Regions from separate parts of the Mus musculus genome. Here region 2 is linked to region 1. The links are chromatin contacts, called in public Hi-C maps. All regions are on one chromosome and are shown on one strand. Each heading gives the region's core, a stretch centred on a gene start, on an enhancer-like site or on the middle of the called end of the contact. The rest is flanking DNA. Distances are from core to core; before and after follow the strand shown.

What was found. Hi-C and Micro-C count contacts between places; a contact is called where the count stands out from the background.
Region 2: a contact with region 1 is called in a Hi-C map of muscle stem cells, with 2.2 times the contacts expected there. The contact joins the enhancer-like site here to the promoter of Snd1 in region 1. A contact is called at or near these places in 1 of 39 promoter capture datasets (the HPC-7 cell line), 12 of 484 Hi-C or Micro-C datasets (the G1E-ER4 cell line, the HPC-5 cell line, the HPC-7 cell line and 9 more), 8 of 115 datasets of contacts at active chromatin or transcription factors (the HPC-7 cell line, the SCID.adh cell line, bone marrow-derived macrophages and 3 more) and 2 of 9 other capture datasets (adipose tissue and embryonic stem cells).

What each region holds. Positions count from the first base shown.
Region 1 is chr6:28,478,232-28,483,309 of GRCm38.p6, forward strand. It overlaps Snd1 (staphylococcal nuclease and tudor domain containing 1), which reads left to right and starts at 2,117. Exons shown (of 24, transcript NM_019776.2): 1 at 2,117-2,411. The coding sequence starts at 2,334.
Region 2 is chr6:28,523,030-28,528,462 of GRCm38.p6, forward strand. It overlaps Snd1 (staphylococcal nuclease and tudor domain containing 1), which reads left to right. Exons shown (of 24, transcript NM_019776.2): 4 at 698-776; 5 at 3,024-3,184; 6 at 3,880-3,971; 7 at 4,548-4,706. Among named protein-coding and RNA genes, the nearest start is that of Snd1, 45 kb to the left of the region's middle. Within about 2 kb of position 2,737, at least 7 of the 459 cell types and tissues checked have an H3K27ac peak or open chromatin away from gene starts, as enhancers often do. A contact at or near this core is called in muscle stem cells, where this site is marked.

The DNA.
Region 1 (5,078 bases), core at 867-3,366:
AAGTCAATATACACTAAAACTACAAAAGAGGAGCACAAGTAGCTGAAAAGTAGTTCGGGGCCAGGTATGCTCTGCTAAGGAGCTGAAGTCTGGCCTGATGTTGAGGGACTGGCATGATTAGAAAGTGCCTTATGGTAAGAACAGCGGACTAGTGGTCTGGAGGACCGAAATGGGAGACAGCTGAACAGTGGACACAGAAGGCTCTTGCACAGCAGTGTCCACTGCATTCCCCCCCCCCCCCCCATGGGAAGCTTGTTAGAGAATTAAACATCTTTGTCTAGGTTATGGATTCTATAGACTTGGCAGAGGATGAGGTAGGTTTGTCTACCAGAGAAGCAGGTAGAGGCCTAAGATAAGATTATTTATGGTAGACAGTTGAGTTCATATCTTGACTCTGTCCCTTAAGATACTGACCTAGCACTGCTCACTAGATTTTTTTTCAAACTACATTTTTTATGTATATGTTATATATATCTGTGTGTGTATGCAAGCATCACATGTCACAGTTTGCCTGAGAGGTCAGAGGATAGCTTGCAGGACTTGGTTTTCTTCCTCCACCATGTGGGTCCCAGGGACTGAACTCGGGTTATCTACCTTGCAATGCAATCAACTTTACCTGTTGGAGCCCTTTGAGATTCCTATTCACTTAAAAATAAACAGACAGAAAACAAAACATCAATGCTCTCCTTTGAAGAAACAGATCATATGGACTTTGTAGGCTTGTCTTAAGGACTAACATATTCTTCAGGGAAAAAGTATTTAACAGGCAGTGTATACTGTGCATGTTCATGCTCCACGTAATTTGGTTGTTAGGACTGACTAGTAGGATCAATGGTTGTGTAGAAATAGAAAATTAGTACAAGCAAAAGAGAATTAACTGGCTGAGTAGGGGGGAAAGGACAGTAACTATGATCAGAAAATGAGATGTTTGGAATTAGTTTCAACTGCTTCAACTATCCTGGAGAGAGTGGCTACACTGTTGCAAAGGTCAAATTCACTAAAGATGAGGTCTTAGAGCTGAGCTACCAGTGTACTGGGCAACCCCTCAAAATTGTTTTATATATGTGTGTGTGTGTGTGTGTATCTATCTATAAAGATCCGTTTTCTCTTTTGAATAGGGTGAATTCGTGGTACAGACTTGGCTTTGGAGCTATAGGAAGATGCTGACCCCAAAACTTGACCCTGATTTGAGACATGCGTGACTACTCAAACTTCTTAAAACAGGCTATAGTGGAAGTAGTGTCTTTAGCGTAGGTCCAGGTTTTATTATTAAATAATACATACAAGAACCTGTGCTCTAAAACGGGGCACTCCAAGACCATAAATTCTCCCTGAATATCCACTTGAATATGGCTTTCCTGATCCACCTCGAGCTGAGATTAGCAGTGAGTTAGGACTGTCTCCCGCTCAGCCCTGGGATGGCAAATCCCAAGGTTTTTCCTAACCTCAGTTGGAGCAGGAGGGAAGGAGCCGAAAAACGAGGCTATTCTCAGTGTGCAGGACGAGTCATCCTCTAAGAGATGCTTATTGCTTCCATCAACAAACATGAGCGGAACTCACAAGCACTAAACCCCAGTGATACTCCGGACCACCGGGAGATTCGCGGCCACATTCCGGGTCAAGACTAACATCAGCAGGTTACCCAATGGCGGCGACTTTCAAAAGTTTCCTCTGCTTTGCGGAGGTGAAACGTCAGAACTCTGAGAGCAGTAAGGTTCCTTTGGGACGGCCCCAGGCCCTTGTCGTCCAGTTCCGGTGTCCAGCTCCGTACACGTGGGCGCTTTGCCGCTTGAGGGGCGGGGCAGGAGCAGAACCTCCGCTGGAGGGCGAGGCCCGCCCCGCCTTCGGGGCTCCCATGGCTCCCCGCGCACCACTGCCAGATGCTGACGTGTCCTTTCCTTCCCACTACACCTCCCGACACCACCTTCTCAAGACTTCCCCGGAAGTCCCGCCTCAAAACCATCCCGTCACCGCAAATCAGCTCTTTCAGCGCTTCCTGGAGCTCCGCACCCGTTTTGGGACCAAAGGGCGGAGCTTCATAAAGAGAGTGCCTATTGGCTTGAGTTCCAGCGGGTTCTGGACGCTAATTGGCTAGAGGGCGGTGGCGCTCTGGCACGCTTGCGCGGCGAGTAGAACGTGTGGCGGCGGCGGAGATCGCGTCTCCTCTTTTGCTCCCAGTCCCGCTGGTGTTCTAGTGTGCGCCTGGCGCTTCTGTCCAGCCCACCGACGGTAGCCTGTCGCCTGCCTGCTCCTTGTCGCTGCAAGCGCCGACACCCACCCTGACACTTCCAGTCCGGCCGGCCGCCCCACTCGCTGCCTTTCCAGCTCCACACATGGCCTCCTCCGCGCAGAGCAGCGGCTCCTCCGGGGGACCCGCGGTCCCCACCGTGCAGCGGGGCATCGTCAAGATGGTGAGAGCGGGACCCTGGACCCGGACCCCTCTGCTGCTTTGGAGCAGGAGCCAGGCATTGACTTCCTTCTCTCCCGTCAGCCTGCATGGTCTCAGTTTGCTTTTCCTCTGCCCCTTCCTCACTCTCCACCTACTCTCCGAATCTTCACCAGGCAGAACCCGAGAACGAACTTATCTTGACTTTTGCCTCCCGGGCAACCTGTCCATGATTCGCTCGCTGTGATTTTCGTGGGTCGCGGCTTTCGGAGCCCCTACCTGTTTACCAGAAGCAGGTCTATTACCGGTTCATTAACGGAGATAGTTCACGGATAGTTACTCCCATCCCCCTCTTTCTGTCCATTTTGACATATGCCGATTAGTTCGCAGTTTCTCTAGATCCGGACATCTTTTCCTGGAACCCCGGGAGTGCTTGGCTGTCACGAAGCTTGTCTCTGTCCACTGACTCACTTATTCACCCAAAGTTTTCTCAACTCTTTCCCCCTTTTATCTCAATGTCTAGTTTCTAGGCCTGGAAGCTCCTGATTTTCGTGTATTTTTAAATTAAAAATTTAGCCTGGCAGGGATCTTATACTAAGTAGCATTTCTTCACTTCTTAAGGACAAGGAGCCTGTTTTTAAAGAGAGTAACTAACTTGCCTTAAGGGCACATGGCGGTTTGGAGTGGAGCCAATAATAAGAGTCCAGGTGTTCTGATTCCCTGTGTAGGGTTCTTATTATAGATCCTGCTCACTTACCTTTGCTTTCTTTATTCGGAATTTTGAATTCCATCACCTCCACTTCCACACTAATTTTGTAGCATAAGTTCTGTTCTATTTCTTATATTGTTTCTCCTTTTTTTCCTCCCACATCTTGAGGTCTGACATTTCTCGTTTGTTAACAGATTTTTCTGTTTAAGATGGCTGTGATCTTTTCGATTGCTTTTCATATTGTAACTCCAACGACTTTTCTCTCCAGAGTGGAAGACAGTTTCCCCAGAGAGCCAGTTTTTGAAACTTTTTTTGTTTTTGCTGTCCCTGTTGTCTTTCTCAGGATTAATATACTCTGCAGGGGGATCCGGGGAGATGGCTCAGTGGATACAGGTGCTTGCTGCTCAGTCCTGAGGACCCCGGTTCGCATCTTCACGGCACACATTAAAGCTGGACGTGGCTGTTCCACTGCCTGGAACCTTTGTGCTGCACGTGGCGCTGGTGGACCCTGGGCTTTTGCTGTTCCACCAGCCTAGCTAAAAATATCAGGCTTCGGGTGCATTGAGAGAGAGAGACCTTTTCTCAAGTGGGTGAAGAGCAGTAGAGGAAGGCACTGATATGGATGCTTTCCTGTGCTCCAGCATCTTTGGCCCTCTGCATGGGTGTTCAGGCACAGGTTCCCTATCAGGCACCCACATATGTGTGCACACATGGACACCCTTTTTAATTATTTAATGTGATCACACTGTCACTCTTTTCACACACACCAGAAGAGGGCATTGGATCCCATTACAGATGGTTGTGAGCCACCCTGTGGTTGCTGGGATTTGAACTCAGGACCTCTGGAAGAACAGTCTGTACTCTTAATGCTGAGCCATCTCCCCTGCTCCACATGCACACTCTTGAACATGAATATTCTGCCGCTTGTGTGTGAGGTTCTTGAGATATTCAATATTGCCCTTTTGCCTTTCTATTTATATCTAGACAGTCAGAATTCATTAGATTCAATGAGTAGGGAGTTTCCAGGGTCCGTGTTTTCTCTCTGAAATTTTGACTCTTGAAAGGATTTTCCTGAACTGCTTCCTCTTTCCTTGCCCTTTTCATTGGTACCAGTCTTCTCTTCATTATAGGAACAGAGTGTCACTTAGCTGTCTGGTGTGGTGTTACTGGCCTGCAGTAATTTTTTTTTTTTTTTTTAGTTTTCTTGCTAGGGCTTGACTTTTTCTTAAAGGTCTCTTTTGTAGGAAAGAGGCTATAGGAAGCCTCCAGGGTATCTGGGTTCTCTGAGGTGACTTCCTTTTCACGGATAACAATCCCCTGAGGAGACTGTATTATCAGCGGTCACTGTCACATTTTCAAGTGGGTTCTCTCTATATATTATCTCATCTAGAAAGTGATGTCTAAGCTGAGGTTTTGATAGGCTAACTTACCCAGACAGGTACCTTTTTATTAGTAAGAAGAAGTAGAGCTGAAACTTGAACCCAGGGCTGCCTGCCACCACACACACCAGTGTAAACCATGCTGTGAGGCCTCCGAGTCTATGACTCCGGGGTATGACTTTCTGGCATAAAGGGTGGGGCCAGTGATGCAAGACCACAAATTACAAGTGAAGCTGACTGTAATTGGGTTGAGAAAAGATTAGATGCTGTTCCATGACTTGTTGGTTGCTGCTGTCGTGGTTGTGTGACTTCATTTGGTGCTTATGGTTGCTATGTGCTTAGGGGTGTTTTGTTGTATGGTCTTTAAGAGTCAGTGATTTGAGCAGTCTGTAGCAGGCATGGACTGCCACATGACCTGACCACATTGCAGGGGTTGGGTGGGTGAGTTCCCGCAGCAGATTTGTGCCAGGCTTAGGAGCCTTGTCTGGAATGAAGAATTGACCAATGGCAGACTGCTCCCTGAAGCTCTTCCACTAAGCAAAGTTGTATTTTCCTGGAGAGTAGTCATTTCCAGTGGTATTTAGGAGCTGCTTTGTGAGAAATC
Region 2 (5,433 bases), core at 1,487-3,986, 45 kb after region 1:
GAATGGCTGTGCAATTAATGTCTCGGGTACTCAGGAGGAGCCTTAATCAGGTTAAGTTCTATGTTTATCATCCTTTTCTTGCTTGTTCTGTTGGCTGCTCTGTGGAAAAAACCTAGACACTGCCCTCTTAGTCAGTCTTAAACTGGGTGTCTTCTTAGTCTTAAGTCTTGGTGTCCTTTGGAGTCTAGAATGTGCCATGGAGAGGAATTGGACTTTCTGGTGTCTGTGTGATGGCTGCGCTGAGTGCGTTTATCCGCATCTTCCTAACTCCTGCCTTGCACTGTGTTGGTGATTTGCATTACTTCATTCTCACAAGAACCAGTGGGGCAAGTGCAGGCCCTGCTTTTGAGGGGAAGACAGGATTCTGAGAGAACTTTTCCAAGCAGTAATAGGGTCTCATCACTCTGCGGAGCTACCTGCCATGCATGTCAGTCTCCCGTAGTTCCCAAGATTGCTTTTGGCATAGAAATCTCTAGAAAATTAAAAACAGAGTCCTGGGAAGAAAGAGTATCCTGGAGACTAGATGTTTTGGGAGTTTCCTGAGAATCTCAGTGCTACATCTCTGCCACAGCTTCCCCATCCTGAAAAGCGAGGATGAAAATGGTCCTTCCTCTGTGCTGTTGCTGGCAGAGGCAGGTTTGGCTCCTGTGGTTCATTTCCTTCCTCAGATACTAATGTGGTTAATTTTCTCCCTCAGATACTAATGGGGAAAACATTGCAGAGTCGCTAGTTGCAGAAGGCTTGGCCACCCGGAGAGAAGGCATGAGAGCCAACAAGTAAGCATGCAACTTCTCTTGGGGCACCAAGAGGTTGGGAGCCCAATAAGCTATTTTGTTTCATGTTATTTCCGTTCTCTCTTACAAAATGCATAGCTTCAGTTCAGGCGCTTTAGTTTCTTCCAAGATGTTGCTCATGGATTGTTTTGAGTCAGGAGATCACTTAACATTTCTCAATGGTATTTGACTTATGTATACCCCTTTAAAAACAGACCTGGAGACCAGGCAGCCATTTATTTATTTATTTATTCATTTATTCATTTATTTGTTTATATTCATTCATGAATTATTGGGTTTTAGGCCATAGGTATGCAATTCCAGACTATTTCCAAGCCAGCCAACCCAAATATTTATTGAGCCTCAACTGTGTATCACTCGCTATTCCATTCAGAGAATTTAGCAGTAAGTAGACTTAGGCTGGGCTAGCATTTTAGTGGGAGACAGACAACGAAAAGGTGTGATGCTGATAAGATCTGACGTCGTGTCAGGTGTAAGGAAAACGGCAGTGAAAAAAGGAGAAGGAAAGATTCTGCTTTGAATCTGTTTAATTGACAGAGCTACAATTTCTTGGATTTGAAGATTAGTAAAACCTTTCTTTTCTAAGCCTGTGCTCTTGAATCTGTAGATATTTCATTAATAGATAAAATATATTTGTCTAGCCAATGGTAGTGTGAACTTGTTAGAAGACATATATGTTAGGCTTCTAGTACATAATCATGTTCAAGTTTACTAGTATTCTCAATAGGGTGAATTGCAGCTGACTTTAATTAACACTTTAGACTCTGAAAAGTGATATTCTCCATCAGTAATTTGGAGGCTATAAGCATGCTGTTTAAACCATTAAGTCCTTGGTATGTTGTAACTGCAGTAGCTGAAGAAAAGCTTTGAATAAATATTTGCATCACGTGTACACTTGATGAGAATGAGCCAAAGGCTCAGTTGTACTTTTTGCCTTCTTTCTGTCCTCTGAGGCTCTGGGGCCAGGTCACTCACTGTTTACCTGCGGTCCTGTCTGATTGTAAGGAGACTTTTGTTGGACTCTGTAATTGTTGTTGTGTGCCTGTGGGAATTGGTTGAATTAAGACATTTGTTTTAGGTGGTGTTTTTGGAAGCACGCCACAGTTCTAACTTAAGGACAATTACTGGCATGATTACTGTTGCAGTGTTTTTTTTATTTATTTATTTTTTGAATTCAGTTTGCAAGTGGAATAAAAAACAAAACAAAACCAAAACCCTTTAACCATTTTGTCTTGCTTCTACTGGAACAAGTACCAATCCCACTAGACCTAAAGCTGCCTCTTGTAGTGGTTTTGTTTGCTCCTACTTATGCCACCCCCAGAGTCTCAGTAATCTTACTTAACTGTGAAGTGGACATCTCTGAGTTTTTTAGTTATGTTTTGGGTGAAGAGAAGAAAGAGAGGACAAGAAACTTCCAGCTTGGAAAATGTTAGGTGAGGCTTGCTTAGACAGAAATTCCTAGAGACCAGGATAAGAAATTCAGTGTATGGATGGCGGTGGATGGTCTCAGGAATCCTGCAGAGAACAACCTTGTAGTTCCCTGCTTCCTACCTTTAGCTCAGATGGGAGGGTGTGTGGTCATTTCTGTACTAAGTCTTTCCCCCTTAAGAAGTAATTGTTGCTTTTATCTTTTCCTTTTGGGTGGTTCTACTATTGGTTTCCATAGTAGAGGAAGAGGCTTCTGTAGCTGTCGCTGTCTTCAGACACATCATAAGACGAGGAGGAGGCTTTATTTTCAAACTGCCTGTTGTCTAGCTGGCCTTGTTCCGTGTCTAAACAATTTTGAGCCACTATTATCTGACAGCACTGTGTCCTGCAGCTGCCCCCATCCCTCTTGTGGATGGAGAAGGCCTTAAGGGTGGTTCTTAGTCACCTTCCCTGCACTGTCCCTGCTGAGCAGGGCCTGCCTTCTGGAATCTGGGATGCTTAAATGCATTTGTACCCCCTGGAGTGGCTCCCCTTGGAGCCGTTAACTTGTTCTATTCTACTCTCTGGCAGAAGTACTGCATGTTCTGTAGAGCCTCTCATTAAATGCTCTTAGAATTTCATCTGTCCTTTGAAGGAACAAATTTGGAATTTGTAAATTTGTACCTCTGGTGATTTTTTCTGGTTAAATAAATGCCTTGGTCTCTTTTAGGGGAGAAGATACTGAAGAAACCAACTGGCAAGGAGCTCCATAGCTCTGTTTGTGAACCACTAACCACAATTTGTTTGCCTTTCATGTCCCAGCCCAGAGCAGAACCGGCTTTCAGAATGCGAGGAACAAGCAAAGGCATCGAAGAAAGGGATGTGGAGTGAGGGCAACGGTTCACACACCATCCGGGACCTCAAGTACACCATTGAGAACCCAAGGCACTTTGTGGACTCACACCACCAGAAGCCAGTCAATGGTGAGGATGGCAGGAAAAGGCTGACAGACTCAGTCAGGGTGATTTCTTTCTGTTTGCTCTCTTTGATTCTCGGGGTTTATAAGATCCAGTGAGTCTTTCTTTTGCTTACTTAGTATCCAAAGGGAATCCGTAAGGGTTAAAGAACATGGTGACGTTTTAGAAGGGGCTTTGAATTGGTTCACAAAGCTTACTACAGCTGTGTGTTGCTGAGGCTAGCCCTGTACTCCTGCTCATCATAAACTGTTAGTGTTTGGCACACTGTGTACTTTTTGTTCTCTCAAGGCTGCTTAGACTAATGCTGAAAACTGAAGGGAGAAACACATTTCACACACATATAAACATATGACATATTTATATGCTATGCAGTTTTGCTCCTTGGGTCTCTTACTGACTACAGATTTAGAAGAATCTAAGCAAGGCCAGTGAGGGTTATTGGGTCTTTGGTGAGCATTCTAGGTTTTGGAGAGTAGAGGTGCAGGAGGTCTCAGGAGGTTCAGAAGTGAGAAGCAGGTTTGACCTGTGTTCTCCTGGACTCACCATGTGAGCTTTGCTCTTTAGCCAGTGCGTTTCTGTTTCTGTGAGGGAGGCTTCTCAGGCTTTTGGGCAGGAGATGGGTTAGATGCAGTAGGTTGGGCATTGTGTAATCCTGGACCAACTTTCTCTAATGGTCAAAAAATGTTTGTTCTATCATTCAGCTATCATTGAGCATGTTCGAGACGGCAGTGTGGTCCGGGCCCTGCTCCTTCCAGGTCACCACCTTGTCACCGTCATGCTCTCAGGGATTAAGGTTAGACCACACACTCAGCTGCACAGTGGGTTTGGGGTTTGTGGAGTGTTTGTTGATGGGCAGATTTCTTTACTTGGGGAATATATATATTTTGTTCTAGGAGTCATTGGCTAGACTATTTCATATTTATTTTGGTTTAAGCTTCATAGTGAGACAGTTCTATTAGATTTAAAGTAATCAAGGCCTGTTTGGTTTGGGGCACCAAAGAGACCTTAAGACATGAAGCTAGGAATAAAGAGAAGGAGGTCTGAGTGGCTCTGAAGCTTTGTAGATATGAATTGAGTTCATGTCCACCTATCCATGTGTGTTCTAAAGAATCAGGGGTGGAAAGCAAGGTATTGCCGAATTGTCTGTTGGTAAAGGGACCATTTTAAAGGAAAGTAAACTGCTCCGCGTGCTGTGTTTCATTTGTCTTTAACACAGAGCTTGATTGCTCTGGTGTTTTAAAGATGGTCAGAAGAGCAGCTTTTCGAACTCTGAGTTCAGGCTGTGGCCCTCATGCCCCTTGGAAGCCTGATGTGGGTGGGGTCACTGGCTCTCACCTCATCACTCCTCACTGTCCTTACTGTCCTTTAGTGCCCAACCTTCCGTCGGGAAACAGATGGGAGTGAAACGCCGGAGCCCTTCGCTGCAGAAGCCAAGTTTTTCACCGAGTCTCGACTGCTTCAGAGAGATGTTCAGATCATTCTGGAGAGCTGCCACAATCAGAACCTTCTGGGTACCATCCTCCACCCGGTGAGTGGGCTGGACCCCTGGGCTGATGGTCCGCCTTGTGCTCTGTTCAACATTGTTTCAAATCTTGGCAGGTTTCTTCTTTTTTCTTTTTGTATTGTATTATCCATTGCCTTGAGAGCCTTTCCTGTGTAGATACCATTAGTCATGTATCTAATTTGTGATTGTGCACAAATCAGTGCATAAGTAAGTTCATCTCAAGTGTTCCAGGCTTTATAAAGGGAAGTCTTGGAGTCTGGAAGTTGCCATTGCCAGTTGAAGGCTGGGGAGTAGGACTGGGGAGTTTCATATGTAGGTCTAGAATTCAGCTCTCCTGGAGTACTGACACATCAATCAGAAGGAGACTGACACGTGGAAAAATTATTTCCCATATTCTTATCTTTAACAGTTCCCTCCTAATTCTGGAGCTTGGGTTTGGGGTTTTTATTTTTAATTTTTTTTATGTTGTTAAAGTTGTGACTGTTGGGAATTTCACTCTGTTGTGTACCTTGATAGATGTGATATTCTTGCACAGGTAATGACCTTGCTTTGTGAGAACTAAGTGGATTTTCACCACTGTAATGGAGATGTAATACACGGTTAACCTGCCGTTACTTTTCCAGCTAGATGACTGCCACGATGGCCGCTGCAGAAGGTGGGCAGGCTCGGTTTGCAGGGTGCCAAGGTCATGTCTGTTTCTTCTGGAGTGCTGACTCTCTGGCCATGCCTGCCAGATGGTTCTGTGTCAAAG